Linked DNA regions of Mus musculus: regions 2 and 3 are each linked to region 1. The links are chromatin contacts, called in public HiCAR-type and HiChIP or PLAC-seq maps. All regions are on one chromosome and are shown on one strand. The core of a region is the stretch at or near the end of the contact, and the rest is flanking DNA. Distances in the headings are between cores, read along the strand shown. Region 1 holds the start of Spry2 (sprouty RTK signaling antagonist 2). Region 2 holds the start of Cln5 (ceroid-lipofuscinosis, neuronal 5). Region 3 holds the start of Slain1 (SLAIN motif family, member 1).

What was found. HiCAR-type assays count read pairs that join an accessible place to other places. HiChIP or PLAC-seq counts read pairs in DNA pulled down with a chosen protein or histone mark.
Region 2: a contact with region 1 is called in a HiCAR-type map of astrocytes, with 3 times the contacts expected there. The contact joins the promoter of Cln5 here to the promoter of Spry2 in region 1. A contact is called at or near these places in 1 of 484 Hi-C or Micro-C datasets (rod photoreceptor) and 1 of 115 datasets of contacts at active chromatin or transcription factors (astrocytes).
Region 3: an H3K4me3 HiChIP or PLAC-seq map of pro-B cells shows a contact between it and region 1, with 6 times the contacts expected there. The contact joins the promoter of Slain1 here to the promoter of Spry2 in region 1.

Annotation. Positions count from the first base shown.
Region 1 is chr14:105,895,485-105,898,237 of GRCm38.p6, forward strand. Spry2 (sprouty RTK signaling antagonist 2) reads right to left here and starts at 1,335. Exons shown (of 2, transcript NM_011897.3): 1 at 1,104-1,335.
Region 2 is chr14:103,068,821-103,071,573 of GRCm38.p6, forward strand. Cln5 (ceroid-lipofuscinosis, neuronal 5) reads left to right here and starts at 1,396. Exons shown (of 4, transcript NM_001033242.1): 1 at 1,396-1,647. The coding sequence starts at 1,526.
Region 3 is chr14:103,648,880-103,651,632 of GRCm38.p6, forward strand. Slain1 (SLAIN motif family, member 1) reads left to right here and starts at 1,349. Exons shown (of 7, transcript NM_198014.3): 1 at 1,349-2,029. The coding sequence starts at 1,476.

The DNA of each region.
Region 1 (2,753 bases), core at 85-2,584:
GCCAGGCATACACAACTATGAGCCCCGGGGATCGGAAACTTTTCCGTGAGGACCTGCTTGCTGTGCAAAGTAGCATCTTTTGGAAGAAAAAAAAAAGTTGATTTCTACAGATCCCTGGCCGCCTCCAATGCAGCCCCCCCCCCTTCTGCGCTCTCCCAGTTCCTCTCCCTCCCCCTTTGAGTGCTTTGAAACCCCCATTAAGAACAGTGTGTGATCAGACTAAGGATTAGGGGGAAAGGACTTCAGCACTAGGGTGGGGCAAACCGACACAGAAACCCCTTTGTAAAAAAGGCGTTAAGACTCCAAATCTTAAAAACAGTAACACAAAAGAGGGAAGGGGGGAAAAAACTAGCCTTTTTTATTTTGCCACCTACTTTCAGGTAATGGAAAACGATCGCGACCACTTGATATCTCTTCCTGTGCTAAGTCAGCCTCAGTGTCCAAATATATTAAAAAAAAAAAAAAAAGCGTGACCTAGGCCGACCACGAAGAACGGAAAAAAAGAGAAAGCTGCACTTCCGAACCGCAGAGACGCGGCGCCAGGCTGGGCGACGCTCCCACCCGCACCGGGCTAGACTGTCCACACCCGGCAGAGGCGGGGACTCCCTCCGCCTGGCACTCTCGCCTCCGCTCGCCTGCCGGGTCTCCTGGCCCGGTGAGGTGGAGAGGTGAGAAGCCCAGTACCGCAGCCCCACAGGCGCCTCCGCCTCAGGATGGCTCTTCTACAACTTAGCCTTCAAACGAATGGAGGAACAGGTTAGCAATGCCAGAGCCTGCAACAGCGACCTAGAAAACACTTTGTGTTTTCCCTCCCTTAAAGCTCTCGGCGACTGAATCGTCGCCAATGCAGGGATAGGAGTAGAACGCAGTGAAGCGGTCCTCCGCCCCAAACCCCTTACGAGTGAGCTGTCGTGGGACGGGGGATACTGCATAGGCGTACCCTGTAGCCCGGCCATGGCCGAACCCCTGTTCTAGGCGAAGGAGATCCGCGGGGTAGTTCCCTAATGCTCCCGAGAAGCAAGCTGGTTTAGTGGAGAGAGGAACCCGGACCCCACTCCCGGCCGGCTATGGTTCCAGAAGGGGAAAAGCCAAACGCTCCTCACCGTGATCGCGGCTTTGCACCAACCCCTCTCCCTTGAATCCTCTTCTTCCAGCGATGTGCAAATAAATCCAGTCCTGATGCAAACTTTTTCCTTCTTTCCAAACTCTGCTTCAGTCCAACTTCCAAGCAATCGGTGGATTAAAACCACGGGGAAATTTTGGAACCCAGTCCTCCACCGTTGGAACCCTCCCGGATTCCGGGATAGATGACCTCCCTTCCAGAAGCGCACGCGGAGTATTTCCTTTTTCCCCCCTTCTCTCTCTCCTTTTTTTTTTTTTCTCAATGAACAAGAGGCCGAAGCGGCAACGTTGGCGAGTCTCTTTTTTTCCTGGTCGATGAGAGAAAGCGAGGCGAGCACGGCCTTACAAAGAACCTAAGGCCAGCTCGCCAAGACCCGGGGGCCCGGGGCTGCTCCCAAGTGGAGGCAGGCGCGGGGCCGAGGGCCGGGCCGGGCGCGCGCGGGGGCCTGGGCGCTGCGCGCTCCGCCGGCCCCTCTCCTCCGCTGGCGCTGCGGCGCGCAGCTCTCGCTCGTGCAGACTGGGCGTTGCGGAGGCGCGGCGGCGAAGCCGAGGCGGGGGTGGGGGTGCGGAGGGGGTGGAGGCGGCGGGGGAGGAGGGTCTGGGGCCCGGCCGGGGATGGGGGGGGGGGGTACGGGGGGGGAGGGCGCCGCTGGCCTGCGCCCTCGCCTTTCCGGAGGAGGCAGGGAGCTCTGCAGCGGCCGCGGCAGCAGTAAATGGCGTCATGTGGATCCGAGGCGGAACAGAGCAGTTGTTGTCCCAGAGGATATATCGCATCCGGTCCCAGCTCATTGGCTCCGCGGGGCTACATTCACTCGCGCTCCAGCGCCCGCCAGCGCTCCGAGCCGCAGGAGGCATTCAAAAGGGCAACCGCGCCGCCCCGCGCGTCCCCAGCCGCTCCTGCAGCCCCGGCGCCGTCACGCGGGGCCGCGCGGGCCGCCGCGGGGTCAGTTTATCTAGTTTCAAGGAAACACTGACCTTAAAGGGTCCCCCCCCCCATAGCCCCCACCCAGAGGCTACCATACCAGCCCGAGGCTGGCCTCGCTTGGGGAACTTTCTCCCCCTCGCCGCCGGGAGGGGAGAAGGAAGAACGTTGCAAACTAACCCGGCCGCCCGGTGCTAGCGAGAAAAGCGAGTCGCAGCTTTTTAGATTCGATTCGGAATCTCCATTTCGATCCTACCTCTTCTCTCCTGTCTTCCCCCCCACCCCGCCCCGCTCCACCGCACCCCTCCCCCACCGATGCCCAGGGGGCGAAGAGGGTGGGGGAACAGGAGGGGGAGGGAAAGGGGAGCGGGAAGTGAGGTGGGAGGGCTATTGGTTTATTCTTTGTCTACTGGATTAACCCGATTATACACCGGGCACCAGCACAGCCCGCCTCCCCCACCTCCCGAGCCTTGTACGGGAGGAACGGAATGTAGATTCGGGTTTCAAGTCCCTTCTGCTCTGGCTGGGATTGGCTTTGGATTGTGTGTGGACTTGTAGTTTGTTAGAATTTCCTTTTTAAGAGGGATTATCTATAGATGGAGGCCTTTTGAAGATTTTTTTTTTTTGGTACTGTTTTGCTCGATGCAAAAACCTTTTAAATTAATTCTGTAATACCCACGCGATTACTCAGGGCGACATCATGGACTTC
Region 2 (2,753 bases), core at 146-2,645, 2.8 Mb before region 1:
ATTGAACCTTTAAACTCACCTTTGACCTATTGTAGCATCTTTGACATTATGCTGTGATAGGCAAGAAAAACTGTTAAGAAAAATCTGAAATTAGAGGCTACAATACAGTTGATGTATTTGTTTAGGGCAGTTAAGCACCTATAAAGCAGGTGAGTATATCTAAGGCCTACAAACCTAGTTAAAATATCATTACTCTTTCATTAAAATGTGGTTAGAAAATTGGTGTGTCCGAAGCAAAAAAGCATGTCGTGTTTGACAGAACCTTTAGCAACCTGGAAACCCTTCTCAGAATAGTGATTTATTTAGTTCACAGAGTTATAAATAAGAAAGCAAAGATGAGCTTGAACTTAACACGTTTGCCTGGCTAGTTATCATCCTGAAGTCAAAAAGAGAAAGCCAGCCATCACCTGCTAGGACACGTTAAAGTATCATGATGACACCCTGTTTTTTTCATTCCCTGAGAAACTTTGTCTCCTAAAATTTACAGACTTAATTTTTTTTTTTTTCCTTTTGGAAAATACATCAGCAAGGACGAAACAGCTAGAACCTTTGGCAGAGGAATCTCTGAGAATATCAGCCTCACACTACAACCCAGATAGGTCCAAAACTTTTGATAAAGGGTTTCTGGATCTGACATTTCTATCTCTTCTTGAGCTTCAGAGTTGGCAAGCAAAAAGGATCCCGTGTTCGCTTTGTAGTTCAGACCTCATGCAGCTCCTATGTGCATACACATAGTGGGTTTGCTAGGAGATCTCCAAAATACTGCCTGTTCCAGTCTCATCTCCAGCGTACGTGAGTGATCTTGGTTGCCATCACTCAGTGCAGTGGCCTGAACAGCCTGATTCCGTATGGCGTGATGCTCTTAGCAATCTTACACTTACTGGACAAAGGAGGACCGGAGGATAAATGGATTAAACCTAGCTCTATTGGTCGGTCTTAAGCTTTGAAGAGTCACGGATAATACTAAGTGTGGCAGAGGACAGAACCGGAGCAGAGCAGTCCAAGTCTGGTGATGCCGATGGCAGCACGGAAAGCATATTGTCATTGCTGATCTTTGCAACATTCTCAGAGAGGCCAGGAGAGGGCAATCATTTCCTGTAATGTCCTCATTTTTTAATTCCGCTGAGCACCCAGTGTCTCCAAGCAGAAGATTTGTGTTGGAGACTGGCCTGGGCCATGTGGGTCAAGAAAGTTCATAAGTGTTTTATTGTTGTTACGGTTTGGCTGGTGATGGCTGCGGGGAGGGCAGAAAGCACCTTTGCGCTAGAGGCATAGCACACATCCACCAGGCTGGAGTGAGTTTTGCAGTACCAGTCTCACCCTTCCGGGAGGACAGGGCTTTTTAGCGTCCAGCGCACGCGCGCTGGAACAGAGGCGCCCCGCCCCGGCCGGGACAGGGGAGGCGTCACGCGCCCGGAGGTCACACGGCCAAGCCGGCGCTGGTGCTTGGCTGGCTCCTCGCGGCGGCGCGCACGCAAGGCCGACGCCGGGGCCCCGGAGCCTCCGGGATCTCAGGGAGCCGCGGATGCTGCGCGGGGGGCCATGTGGAGCGCACTGGCGCCCGGCGCTCGCGCTGGCGCTGCTCGGGCTGGCGACGATTCTGGGCGCGTCCCCGACGTCTGGGCAACGCTGGCCGGTGCCCTACAAGTGAGTGAGACGGAGCGGGGCGGGGAGGGGACTTGGAGAGGGCGGATCCGATACCTTAGCGCGCCCGGGGACGCAGGGCACAGGGCGGGCGACACTAAGAGCATAGTTCCTAAATAGTTGGCAACTCGGGGATCCTCACCGGTTCTGGGCAGTTCAGAGTCCTGGGAGGAATGGAGAGTGACATCACTGCACGGAGTGACTTTTAGGTGCTACTGACTTGGAGAGCAGGTTAAAATGTTTTAAACACTGCAATTATTTCATGCCTTATCGTTAGCTGCCATTGCATAACATTTGGGGAGAATTTACAGGGAGCCTGCTTGCTCCCCTGTGTCCTTACTGAGCTAAATGGGGAATTTAGCTGACTGACCCGGGGAATTTCCTCCCTAGGCTAGTCAGGATCACCTTGTTGGTCCACTTCAACCTGGAGGGTAGGTAGGGCTCCGGACCTGAGGAGGTGATCGCAGTCTTTGACTTAGCTAAGTTTTGACAGCCTGTGGGGAATTGCGAAACAAGAAGCGCTCGGTCTTCGGGGTTGCGGGGGACAGGGGTGGGTGGAGTGGTGGCTGGCGTGGGCATAGTGAAGTGGAAAGAGATGCAGCTTTTGAAAGCATATGTTTTGCATAACAGAATGAGGGGCGGGGGGGTTCATGGCATGATGCATGTTCCTCTAAGGAGTTCTTAGTTCTGAAGGCTGCAGACCAAATCTGGTCCCATTTGCTCATCCTCTGTGCGGTCTTAGGGAATTTAACTCAGAATCTTCATGCTCACATACCCTGGACAGAAAACAGGAAATGATAGTAGCCCTCGCATTTCTGGTGAAAACCAGCAGTTGCCAAACTTAAATATTCATGTGTTCTGTTCATGAATTGGTTCTTCTAAATATATATGAGAGAAAAAAAAGTTTAGGGTTGAGGTTGGTTTTCATGAAAATATTCACAAGAAAAAAAAAACCTTAAATACCCAATAAAACAAGAAAGAGATTGTAAATCTCAAAGTATTTTATCTAATACCAGGAGACGGAGGCTGACTGGTCTTTTGACTCTAAAGAAGCCCCGATTGACATTCCCACCTGACAACTGGTATATAGCTGTAAGTTAGATCAGGTT
Region 3 (2,753 bases), core at 99-2,598, 2.2 Mb before region 1:
TGTGGAAGGTAACTTCAGGGAAGTTAGCATACACTAACTTCCAGAAGCTCTCTCCAGCCGAGTTAAATTCAGGACACCCACCTTTGCACATACACCCAAGTTTAGAGCTGTAGCTTGCCAAGTGAGAAGACACAAGTGTTTCTGAGCAGCAAGGCACAGGATCAAATTTTAAAAGATTAGAGGCAACATCCTAGCGCTGCCACAGAGATGTGCGGTATGTTTTCATTGACGTCATGTGTACAGTGCCTGAGCGAGGCCCTTCACAAGCTAGTACACCGTCTGAGGATGAAAATCAGCGGTGTGGATTGTTCTCGCACTATAACGGCAGGCTTTCCTTTGTGTTAAACCCACAAAATGCTAAGTCAACATTAACTGAACAAAACGATCGGTTCATCTGCGTAAAAGCATTTTTGTTGAAAAAATAAAAAGCATGGTTTCCAAGAATCCCCCCCCCCAAAAAAAAAAAAAAAACCAAACAAGCAAACCAACAAACAACAAAAAAGCAGGGAATGTTATACCTTTCCTCTTTTCGCTCAGGCACGTGTGACTTTAATAGTGTAAATGATTTAACAGATGGTGCACAATTTTGCTTGTATTTGCAATCACTGATGCCTGTTGTTCACTTGCTCAAAAAGCCAGCGTTTAGAACACAGTGGAGCATGCAGGAGATGCTCAAAGATCTTTTGTCTAATATAAAAGAGCATGAAAACCCAACTCTCCTTTCATGGTGAAAGACTGGTGGGGATAGTTCATATATGGCTATTTTAGATAGACTGAAGTGAACGCCTGACTCTTCAGCAGCTGGCCATCCTCCCTCATAGAGACTGGGATTTCTCACTTTCCCTCCTTATTCTCTCCTATCCCACCATTTTGTTTCTGTGCTACTTAATACTACCCTTAGCCGCATCTTTTCAAACAGACCCAAAGCATCTGTTGTTGCTTTTTTGGGGGGGGGGTGAGCATCATGTTCCCCAGACCTTTTTTCACGAGGTTTCATTAGCAGGTGGCAATACCCTGAAGTCTAAAAGTGCTCTTGTAAGAGGGCTAGCCATTGGCCCTGGGTACGTTTTTCCCCTGCCACAGACACCTGCTACTTCTTTAGATCCCGCCCCTGGCTGTAGTCCTAGAAGTGGGGTTCTCTCGCCCAAAGCGGAAGAAGTGCGAGCGGCGGGAAGTTCAGGCCAGGTCCAATCAGGCACCTGAGGTTAGGTGGTGTGGGTGCAGACGGATGCCCAGGGAGGGTCCCCGCCGCAGGTCCCGCCCCCACGACACATCCATCACCAGAAGCTCCGCCCCTCGCGCCCCGCCCCGTCCCGGGGCCTCGGCTAAAACCCGGAGCCGCTAGAGCAGAGCACGGTGCAGAGCTGCGCGGCTGCTTCTTCCTCGGCCGGAGGCTGGGCCCTGGTGCTGATGCTGGTAGGCTGCGCGAGCTGGGCCCGCGTAGCCTCCTCGCCGCGGCGCTCGGGGCTCCCGCGATGATGGCGGAGCAGGTGAAATGCGCCTCGCCGGTGGCGGCCTCCGGCGCCGGCCCGGGGCCGGTGGTGAACGCCGAGCTGGAGGTGAAGAAGCTGCAGGAGCTGGTGCGCAAGCTGGAGAAGCAGAACGAGCAGCTGCGCAGCCGGGCGGCCAGTGCGGCCGCCGCCCCGCACCTGCTGCTGCTGCAGCCGCCGCCGCCCTCCGCCCCGCCGCCAGCCGGGGCCTGCAGCCCGCTCGCCACGCACAGGGCCCCGGCCAGCACGACCTCCCCGGGCCCGGGGGCGCTGGGCCCCGCGTTCCCGGGCACCTACTGCTTGCCCAGCCCCGCGCCCTCCCTGCTCTGCAGCCTGCAGCCGGCTGACGCGCCCTTCGTCTACTCCAAGCCGGCGGCGGGCTTCTTCGGCGGAGGTGGCAGCCCGGAACCGGGGACCGCAGGGACCCCGCCGGGGGAAGCCGCCACGCCGCCGTTGCCGCCTCCAACGCTGCTGGACGAGGTGGAGCCGCTGGACCTGGAGAGCTTGGCCGCCTGGAGCGAGGAGGACGACTACACCTGGTATAGCCGAGCTCCGCCGCCCCCTCCCCCCGGAGTTGGGAGGCCCAGCACGCGGGGGCGGGGCGTGGGAGGCAGGGGACCCAGAGGCCTAGCAGGTGCCAAGCCCTGAGCAGAAGCTTTGCATGGAGGCAGAAACCTGTTTTAGCATTGTGCCTATTGGTCCGACTGGGGACTGCCATCTGCCCCGTGCTTTGCTCTTTGCTGATTACGGGGTCCCAAGCGCCTCGTTAGCCTTAAATGCACAACTCATGTCATCTTGTCGCTCAGCCCTGCTCTCTTCTCTCTCTCTCTCTCTCTGTGTGTGTGTGTGTGTGTGTGTGTGTGTGTGTGTGTGTGGTGAAGGTGCTTGTCTTCTGCTCTCCTCCACTGCTTACCGTTCTTTCCTTACAAACGAACGCTGCACAGGATTGGTGTGCAGCCCCCCTTTGGTCACATCGGAAGCCGCCTAGTGATGAGCCTCTTCTCAGACATCTGCTATTGCAGTTGAGTTGTGTAGTTATATATGCCATCTCTCTGTATTTTCATAGATAACCTTTCAGATACCGATTTGATTATTAAAGGTGTGCCATCCTGGTACGTCAGAGGCAAAGGTTTTTTTAAGGACTGGAGGGGGCAGATGGAGGCGCTACGTTCTTTTAAAAAAATTGAACTTAAGAGGAATTTTCATTAATTTAGAAATGAAACCACATTGAAGAAAAAGTAGGTAGTTTTATGTTAATTTGAC